Linked DNA regions of Oryctolagus cuniculus: region 1 is linked to region 2. A link is a contact called in public Hi-C data. All regions are on one chromosome and are shown on one strand. The core of a region is the stretch at or near the end of the contact, and the rest is flanking DNA. Distances in the headings are between cores, read along the strand shown. Region 1 holds the start of NPR3 (natriuretic peptide receptor 3). Region 2 has its middle 43 kb from the start of SUB1.

Region 1 (4,842 bases), core at 354-2,853, 43 kb before region 2:
GGTCCACCCACGACTGTTGCAGGCATTTGGAGAGTGAACCAAGGGGTGACAGCTCTCTCTCTCTTTGTTTCTGTCTCTCAAATAAATAATATTTTTGACTGTCTGAGAGGCAACATAACAGTCAAATATGCCCCTTTGTTTAACAGCAACATTATCAGGACAAAAATATGTCAAATTTTTAAAAAATATAATAAAAATCATTTTTCTGATCTTTTATTAATATTGAACATTTTATACTCTTATGAGCATTAAGTCATTAAAATATAAACTCACGAGAGCTGTGATTTATTTTCCTTCCTTCCTGAACACTAGGTTGGTACTCAATTTCATTTTATCAATGACTAATCAAAAGAATGCAAAGATTATTTTGGGAAAATAATTTAAAAGAAATAATAAAAGGAAAGGAAAGATAAAGAGCATTGATCACATATATAAATTCATATATACAAACTCCTAAAGGCGTAATTTTCAAAACATTCAGATATGAGCACATTGGATTTCTGATTATGAAAATAATATAAGAGGCCAAAGATCCTAAATACCAACTTTAAGAGGTCTTAGGGTGTCAAATTACAGCACTCATCATTCATACTTAATTCTTGATTATTTCCTTTCTAATGAGAAAAAAATTGCAGTATTCTTTTAAAAAAACATGCATTATCTTTTATCATGCTATGAACAGAAATTAAAGGTAATGAGGAAAATTTCTGTTACCTCATGTGCAAGGCTATGAGATGCAGTTTTTTATTTCTTTCCAACTAGTACATTCCACTTGGTATTAAATCTTGAATAGCTGATGCCTGAGACTAAAATAGAATAGAATGCATGAGGAAAACATCAGGAAAATTCTTGACATTTGCCCTCTCATATTTTTGGTAATCATGTTGTGACATCAAATTTCCCCCTCTTATTAGTGGAGAAAATTGTTCCATCAAGTTGACATTGTTCCTACTCAATTGTTGTAACTCCTTTGACATGAATTGTTCTTCTTTGCTCTTCATCTGTTCTGCAAACATACTCTCTTTCTAGCCTTCATCTTCATTTTCCCTTTGCAAGCTGCCTGGGAGAAACAGGAAGGACTGTTTTAACTTGAACCCTGTTGTTTTTCAGATTTTGAGTTGTCCTGTGGTCTGACATGGAAATGACATTCAACTTCGGCAATTTCAAATATTATTATATTCAAACATTATCTCACATTGCAAATCATTCGCATTATAGTGAATCACTTTATTAATCTTTGCTAACCTCACACACAATTTTTTAATTAATCACATCCACAATTCTTGGCACGCTCTCATTATCAACATTATCAGTCTGCAAGGTCCGTGTCTTATTTTGATTTCTCCCCTTCACTGCTCTCTTCAAATTCTTTTCATTCCATAGGATCCTTTTTAATGTGCTTAATACACACTGCAGATAAATCTATACTCTTCAGAAAGTTTCTTGTGTATGCATGCTATGCATTCCAATACAGAAATTATTTTGTGTTAATTCTTATTTTTCCAGAGAGTAACAGAGATAGATGTAAAGAACAATGTTGTGTGAAATCGACATCATGACTACTGCATGCTGAATATTTTACCGTAATTTTCTGTACTCATTCTCCCAGCTGTTGACAACTGTGTTAATTCCCTGCTACCAGTATTGCTCTGATGAAGGGCCTCATCTTGTGTCCCCATATGGACATGTATGAGCATTTCTTAGGTGTATGTGTTTTGGACTCAGAGGTATGAATAATGTGCTTTGATTTTCCTTACTACAGTTAGAGCGCTCCGCAGAACGGCACATCCATTGACATTTGCACCAACTCTACATGGGTTTCCTTGGGTCTAAGTTTAGTATGTTTCTAATGCTTGTCTCCATCATCAAAGAGAAGGACTGAACCAATTACCTGAGATCCTTCCTAACTTTAGATTCTGTCTTCCAGATGAAAAGACAGTTTGAACACAAGTCCTGGACCTGACCTTTCATTGTCCTGATTAGGTCACCTGCCTCTTCCTGTCTAATCACTGTGGGCAGAGGAACTGTGTGTGATAGTTGAATCACTGTTTTCCTCAAGTAAAATCTCTGTGTTGTTATGAGAGAGAGAGAGAGGTGCTTAATTATCAAAAGCAAGTGCTCACTGGAGAGTATATGTTTAAAACTACAACCTGGGGACAGCATTGTAGCACAGTGGGTTAAGCAGCCACTTGTGACACCTGCATCCTATATCAGAGTGCTGTTTCTAGGAATTTCTCAGATGCTCCGCTTCTAATCCAGTTCCCTGCTAATGCACCTTGGAAAGCAGTGGAAGATGCCTCAAGTACCTAGGCTCCTACTACCCACACGAAAACCCTGGGTAGAATTGTAGGTTCCTGGCTTTGGCCTGGATCAGCCCTGGCAGTTTTGGACATTTGGGGAAGGAATCAGTGGATAAAATTTCTTTCTCTCTCTCTCTCTCTCTGTACCCATCCCTCCCTCCTTCTTTCCCTCACTCCTCTGTCACTTTGCCTTTCAAATAAATAAATGAATAAATATTGTTTAAAAAAATGGCCCAGTAACTAAAACCATCTGTGACAAGCCCATAGAAACATCTCGCTCTTCTGACTTGAGCCAGCCCATAACATAAGGAGGGAGCACCATGGAAACAGACTATAGGGTGACACCTCCACATAGAGAGACTGCAGAGAAGCTCAAAGCACAGGCAATGGGGCTTTGAGCTCTTGCCAGATTTTTGGAGCTTGAAGACTTCTACTGAATAGGGCTTTTGAGCCGTGGAAGTGATCTGTGGAGGAGATGGCTCTCTGTCCTGCCATGCTCCTTCTCCTCTTTGTCCTTACTAATAGAACCCTACTTTATTCAAGGCAGCAATTTGCTCTGCTTAAAAACTGTACTGATGGAGGTAGAAATTGTTGGGAAAATGGTCAAGAAACTTCTTTAAAGGAGGACATAGACTAAGGCCAATTAAACTTCTTTTTCCTTTCTGGAATACAAACATGATGGCTAGAACTCCATCAGTCACAGCAGGCCAGAAAATTATGCTGACAACGGGGCCCTTGTGCAAAGAATGTGAGGTAAAACTCAAGATCTGGGGTTGGTGTTGTGGCACAGCAGGTAAAGCTGCCACCTGCAGTGCCGGCATCCCATATGGGCACTGGTTCCAGTCTCTGCTGCTCCACTTCAGATCCAGCTCCCTGCTAATGTGGCTGGGAAGGCAGTAGAAGATGGCCCCAGTGCTTGGGGTCCTGCTGCCCATGTGGGAGACTTGGAAGAAGCTTCTAGCTCATGGCTTCAGACCAGCACAGCTCCAGTTGTTGTGGCCATCTGGGGAGTGAAACAGCCGATGGAAATCTCTCTGTCTCTCCATCTCTCTGTAACTATGACTTTCAAATAAATAAATAAGAAATCAAGATCTGAGACTTCAGTGACAGACCTGCAGCTTTCTTTTACAAAAGTGAATAAACTCATATTTTTACCCAGTTCTTTGAGCTTTGGCAATTACATTTCATTTAAAAAAAAAAAGAGTTGTGCATTTGAAAGTCAATTACAGGAGCCAATGCTGTGATGTAACGGGTAAAGCCACCGCTTGCAGTGCCGGCATCCTATATGGGCACTGGTTCACGTCCTGGATGCTCCACTTCAGATGCAGTTCTCTGCTATGGCCTAAGAAAGCAGAAGAAAATGGCCCAAGTCCTTGGACCCCTATACCCGTGTGGAAGACCCAGGAGAAGCTCCTGGCTCCTGGCTTCGGATCTGCACAGCTCTGGCTGTTGCAGCCAGTTGGGGAGTGAACCAGTGGATGAAGACATATCTCTCTCTCTCTCTCTCTCTCTCTCTCTCTCTCTCTCTCTCTCTGCCTCTCCTTCTCTCTGTGTGTAACTCTTTCAAATAAATAAATAAATCTTTAAAAAAAATAATAAAGAAAGTCAGTTACAGAGAGAGAGGAAGAGACAGAGAGAGAGATCTTCTGTCCACTGGTTCACTTCCCAGATGACCACAATGACCAGGGCTGGGGCAGGCCAAAGCCAAGAGCCAGGATTTTTTTGATCTCCCAGGCAGACTGCAGGGGTCCAAACATTTGGGCCATCTACTGCTGCTTTCCCCAGGTGCATTAGCAGGGGGCTGGATCAGAAGTGGAGCAGCCAGGACTTGAACCAGCACCCATCTAGAATGTCAGCATTGCAGGTAGTGGGTTTACCTGCTATACCACAATGCCAGTCCCTGGCCATTACCTTTGAATCTAATCCTAGCAAATACATCAAGATGGGTTAAGTAACTTGTATTAATAAATTGGATTGGTTGTGGACTCTGGTGTTTATTTTTCTTTTGTTCTTCCCTTCTATATGGAAAAGTCTTTGGCAGTTCTGCCTTGGTCTCACCTCTATCCAGGGAGTGCAGAAGGAGAGGACTTTGCTTATAAACAAGCAAGGTTTTCCAAGGGGCAACAAGTGGTGTTGGTAATGACAAAATGAGAGAACACGATTGGAACCACGAATAGCCCTCTCCTTTACACTTGGACACACAGTCATACTTAAACATCAGACACTCTGAATTACTAAGTAAAGGACATTCCCTTGCAGACCCTGGAGAGCCATCAGATAAACCTCGAAACTTTCTTTAAAAGATGAAAAACATTTGGACACAGCAAAGGAAGGACACCGATTATTCCCAACAGAAGTTCCAGCATAAGCAGGAGCTTCGCAGTGGAGTGCGGGATGCTGGGTGGACTCGAAGGAATGAGGCTCCCTGGGAGACGAAGCTCCTGTTGGGCAACTGCAGCAAGTTAGTTTGGACACAGAAAGTGAGTTTGGATGACATAGCTTGTTGGAGGGACAGTTGGAGTGGGAGAACATGGAAAGCACT
Region 2 (5,082 bases), core at 416-2,915:
CTTTTTTTGCCATTGGTTCACCCCCCCAATGGCTGCTGCGGCCGGCACATCGCGCTGATCTGAAGCCAGGAGCCAGGTGCTTATCCTGGTCTCCCATGGGGTGCAGGGCCCAAGGACTTGAGCCATCCTCCACTGCACTCCCGGGCCACAGCAGAGAGCTGGCCTGGAAGAGGGGCAACCAGGAAAGAATCCGGAGCCCCGACCAGGACTAGAACCCGGTGTGCCGGCGCCGCAATGGGGAGGATTAGCCTAGTGAGCCACGGCGCCGGCCATGACATCGTATTCTAATACAGGACAGACTCTGAGTGACCCTCTAGTCACAAAGGCAGTTGCTCATTATCTAACCTTCCCAAATGTATTTAAAATTTCCCTTGAAGTGGGGTTCCTTGTTGCTTCCTGTTACTTTTCCCCCATCCTGCAAAATTCGCATTCCACAGAATACATCTTAATGTGAGGAGCAGAAGATCCAGATAAAAACGCTGAGCGATCTGCCCCAGTTGAAGCCAGATCTGTCTGAACGTGAGCTGTGCACTCTCCCGACAGCTGCACACGCAACGTCTACACCCAGCACGACTCCCACCGATCACTTGAAAGGTGGGCGCCAGACACACTGGTTTTGAGCTTCCTTGTCCATTCCAAGTGCTGTTTTCCCAAAGGATCCAGTGTTATTGCTTGCCCTTGCAGATTCACATACAGCATGCCAAAGGAAGAGACAGAATTAAAGCTTTTTTGAAACAATGTTGAATAAATTATCTGAGACAAGCAGTGGCCCCTTCTCTGGGGCAAACGAAAAGGTTACAAGAATCCTTTCCTTTCCTTGTTCTAAGAGCTAACTGTGGAAGAAACACTAGCTTGGGAGATGTCTTTCATACTAATTCGCACTGTAGGATACCTTTGTCTTTATTTGTACAGTGGCCAAATTGCTGCACAAGTCACTCACATGTTGCTCTGGGCCAGATTCTAACTGCTGAGCCTCCAGAGCTATGTGTCTTGAACTGTAGGTCAAAATCTGGGCTGGTTATCATCATCGTGTGTATTATTATAACAATTATTGTTGTTGTTGTTGTTGTTGATATTGTTTGTTGGACCCTAGGAATGGTCAGAAGGGACTTGGACCTAGGCAGAGAGACCTGGCTCCTCTCTGGCAGCCTTGCAATCTAAATTAGACTGAGTTGTATAACAGCTCTAGGCATCTGATACGGGACTTGCCAAATTTCATGGCTTCAGGCACACGGAATGCACATCCCTGTTCCAGGGAGGCTAAATATTTTTCCAAATCAGTAGATAAAACAAACTCCCTGACCTCAACTTGCTGCCTGGCGCCTGGAGTCCTGAGAGGCTGGTGAGGAGTGTCTGCGTGCTATCAGGTGACAGGACACACTCAGCCTGGCTCCTGCGCTCAGGACCATGCGCTACCTGATCCCGTCTCCATCTTCCCAGCGAAGATTCTGGCCACAGCTTCAAGCCTGCAGTCCAGAGGGCAGGGGGCCAGGGCCAGACGCCATGAAATGCCATTGAACCAGCCTTGACGGCGACTGCGGCCTCCTGGCAATGCCCGCGGCAGCTGGTGACGGGGGCAAGCTACGCTCTCAGACGCGGGCACGTCAGGTCCCCACTGGCCGGAGTAAATATGAAGCGCAGCGTTTTCGGCCTCACGGAGCCAACCAAGTAGGGAGCTCATTCATCAAAGGGAGCCTGAAGCTTCCGACCTAAGGGCTTGCTGAGTGGGCACCTGGACTGTTAGTGACACCTACCGACTGTGCCCGGCACTGCCGCCTTACAAACAGGATGTACGAGAATTTGCTAAGCCTTGCTAGGACTCACGGGGTGGTCCAGAGAGAGGTGGAATAAATAGCAGAAGAGAGATCACAGAAGTTAGAAAGTATTCAAGTGCTTCATAGACTTCATAACCATTAATTTCATAAATCACGAGGTCCTGGGAGTTTGTCCAGGAGCGGTGTTACGGAGTCATTCGGCAGCATGTTGGAGCCTTCCTATTCTCTAGGGTTGGTCTTGGAGTTGTCCCTTACCATCTGCATTAAAATGCCATCTGCATTAAAAAAAATCAACTGATTGATTGTTTGACTTGAAAGAGCAACAGGGAGAGCGGAAGAGAGAAACAGAGATATTCCATCTACTAGCTCATTCCCCAAATGACGACAATAGCCAGCTCTAGGGCCAGGCCAAAGCCAGGAGCCTGGAACTCCATCCAGGTCTTCCTCATGGGTGGCAGGGGCCCATGTACTTGAGCCATCATCTGCTGTCTTCCATGTCCATTAGCAGGAAACTGGATCAGAAGTGGAGCTGCTGACACTCAAAACAGCACTGCGATATGGGATGCCAGCGTCGCAAGTAGTGATTTAACCTGCTATACCACAATGCTGGCCCGGTGCCACCTGTCTTGCGCACTCACACATTCCCATGGAGGTTCTTATGCATGCCTTTCTCCCCACTTCCTCCTCCTTCCTCCTCATTTTCTTGAAGGAAGCCATGTTTGATCAAGAAGCCTGAGTTTCCATTTCTTCTTAATCTTAGGGTCATCTAAATAGAGGGACTTTCTTCTTGTGTCCTCTGCTGAATCCAGGGTAGCTGTGAACCACCCAGCAGCTCAGGTCCTGAGAGACACACTGATCCAAATCACAGAGCCCCACTTCCTCCCACTAAGACCACTATGCTGAACTGGCCCCGCTGCGTGCTCCTGGAGGGCCCCATTCACTGTGCTGTTGGTCCTGACAGTCGACTCCGAAGGCAAGGGGAGCACCATTGGCCTATTCTGCACCCCCAGACCTACCTGCTATACTGTTCTGCATTCAGGTGGCCCTCGTATGATGGCCAGGCTTGTTTTAATTCCAGCACAACAGTGGACTGAGAAAGTTTCGCTCAGAGCTAAATCATCGTGCCCAAATACTCAAAACTGGAACCGTGGAAATGAAAGACTTTCCAAGCAAAAGTGAGTCTGGGGGCCAGTGCTGTGGCGTAATGGGTAAAGCTGCCGCCTGCAGTGCCAGCATCCCATATGGGTGTCGGTTCAAGTCCCAGCTGCTCCACTTCCTATCCAGTTCTCTGCTATGGCCTGGGAAAGCAGTAGAAGATGGCCCAACTCCTTGGGCCCCTGCACCCATGTGGGAGACCTGGAAAAAGCTCCTGGCTCCTGGCTTTGGATCAGCTCAGCTCCGGCTGTTAAGGCCAATTGTGGAGTGAACCAGCAGATAGAAGACTCTCTCTCTCTGTCTGCCTCTCCTTCTCTCTGTGTGTAACTCTTTCAAATTAATAAGTAAATCTTAAAAAAAAAAAAAGTGAGTCTATCATCCTGCCCTTTTTTATCACTGTCCATTTTTTAATGTTATTTTAAATTGTTTTTACTATTTTTGTATGTTTTAAATGCTTCTATATTTAGAAGAAGGAAGAGGAGGAGAAGGAGGAAGAAAAAGGAGGAAGAGGAGGAAACTCCTTTTGAAACTTCACTCAGATCGAAACACAGCACTCTGAGGGGCCAGAGCTGTCGGTCAGGAGCTAAACCCTGGGGCACCTAGTGCGGCTGGACGGGGCACTGGCACCACCTCCTCAGATGCAGACAGGTGCCCTGCTTTGAGGAGTGGTGGCAGGAGCTGAGAACAATGCCTCCACATTTGGGAAAAGAAATGAAGCTTTGTCTTTTACTGCCAACATTCTGCTTTGCTAGACTGAAACATTTTCTGCTGATTTGTCTTCAATAGCTGAAATGCATGTATAAAAGTAGTGCTTTTAAAAAATGCCATCACAGCCAGCGCCGCGGCTCACTAGGCTAATCCTCCGCCTTGCGGCGCTGGCACACCAGGTTCTAGCCCTGGTCAGGGCGCCGGATTCTGTCCCAGTTGCCCCTCTTCCAGGCCAGCTCTCTGCTGTGGCCCGGGAGTGCAGAGGAGGATGGCCCAAGTGCTTGGGCCCTGCACCCCATGGGAGACCAGGAGAAGCACCTGGCTCCTGGCTTCGGATCAGCGCGATGCGCTGGCTGCAGCGCACCGGTGGCGGCGGCCATTGGAGGGTGAACCAACGGCAAAAGGAAGACCTTTCTCTCTGTCTCTCTCTCACTGTCCACTCTGCCTGTCCAAAAAAAAAAAAAAAATGCCATCACAAACATGGGAAGCTCATCACTTCCAGGTGTGAATGTGTATGTCTTAGTCCTTTCACTATTGCTTGCACCTACAGGGGAGCCTATGGGGAATTTAGGGCAGATGTTTTGTGATCTTATTTGGTAAATACAAAGAATAGATGACCCGAGCCGTCCCGATGTGATTATTCCATCTCATCCCCTTTGTTGTTTTTATTGGGGCACTGGAGGTCTGTTGCTTGTCAGGAAGGAAGGATGAGGCAAGGGTGAAGAGGGTGAAGGAGGGATTATGGAGGGTCTCCACGGGAAGAGGACGTGCGAGCTATGTGGTCCACAACAGTCACCTCACACATGTTGGTGCCTAATCTCAAGCATTGAAGACACAAAGATGATTCGTGCTTTGTCCCTCCATGGGGGTAAGGGGGTGACAAATCCTAGACGTGAGAGAGCATCTCACGGGGTTGTCATGTTGGGATTCTGCCTCCACGGCCAACCATAGCCTCTGAAGCAGGGTGTGTGACCACTGCTCATGTGCCCAGCGAGGGGAACACAGGAAACAGGAAAAAGGAGCTTAGGAATCCACTCCTGAGTGGAACGAAGGCTTGGGCACCTTTACAGGACAGGAGTTAGGGAAGGAGGCAGTGACCGTGAACGGGGAAGTCATCCAAGGCAACTGAGCCATCAGAGGCAGCCACTGGGTCTCTGCCTTGGTCATTTCACAGCTCTGGGGAAAGCTTGTGCTAAATGATGTGACCCTGTACCAGCCGTGCCATAATGCAGAGGGAGAAGGGCCAGGCGTCCTGGTTAGGCCACTTCACCAAAAGGAAGATAGATTTCTCACCTGCAGCGTAGAGAGGGTGTTTGGGGTACAGAGGATGCATGTACAGGACAGGGAAGCGTGGGGGACAAACAACAGGGCTGCAGCTCCAGCTACTCCTCCCCTTGAGGAGCTCTCTTGCTACCATTAACCTTAAAGGATCTGATTTTTCTTT

What was found. A called contact is a pair of places that touch in the nucleus more often than the background predicts.
Region 1: a Hi-C map of an unstated tissue shows a contact between it and region 2, with 2.8 times the contacts expected there. The contact joins the promoter of NPR3 here to the enhancer-like site in region 2. A contact is called at or near these places in 3 of 6 Hi-C or Micro-C datasets (embryonic fibroblasts, skin fibroblasts and an unstated tissue).

What each region holds. Positions count from the first base shown.
Region 1 is chr14:58,784,966-58,789,807 of mOryCun1.1, reverse strand. It overlaps NPR3 (natriuretic peptide receptor 3), which reads right to left and starts at 1,603. Exons shown (of 8, transcript XM_051853840.2): 1 at 1-1,603. The region is part of intron 1 of LOC138845174 (large ribosomal subunit protein uL23-like); the gene reads right to left.
Region 2 is chr14:58,741,959-58,747,040 of mOryCun1.1, reverse strand. No RefSeq gene overlaps it. Among named protein-coding and RNA genes, the nearest start is that of SUB1, 43 kb to the right of the region's middle. Within about 2 kb of position 1,665, at least 1 of the 8 cell types and tissues checked has an H3K27ac peak or open chromatin away from gene starts, as enhancers often do.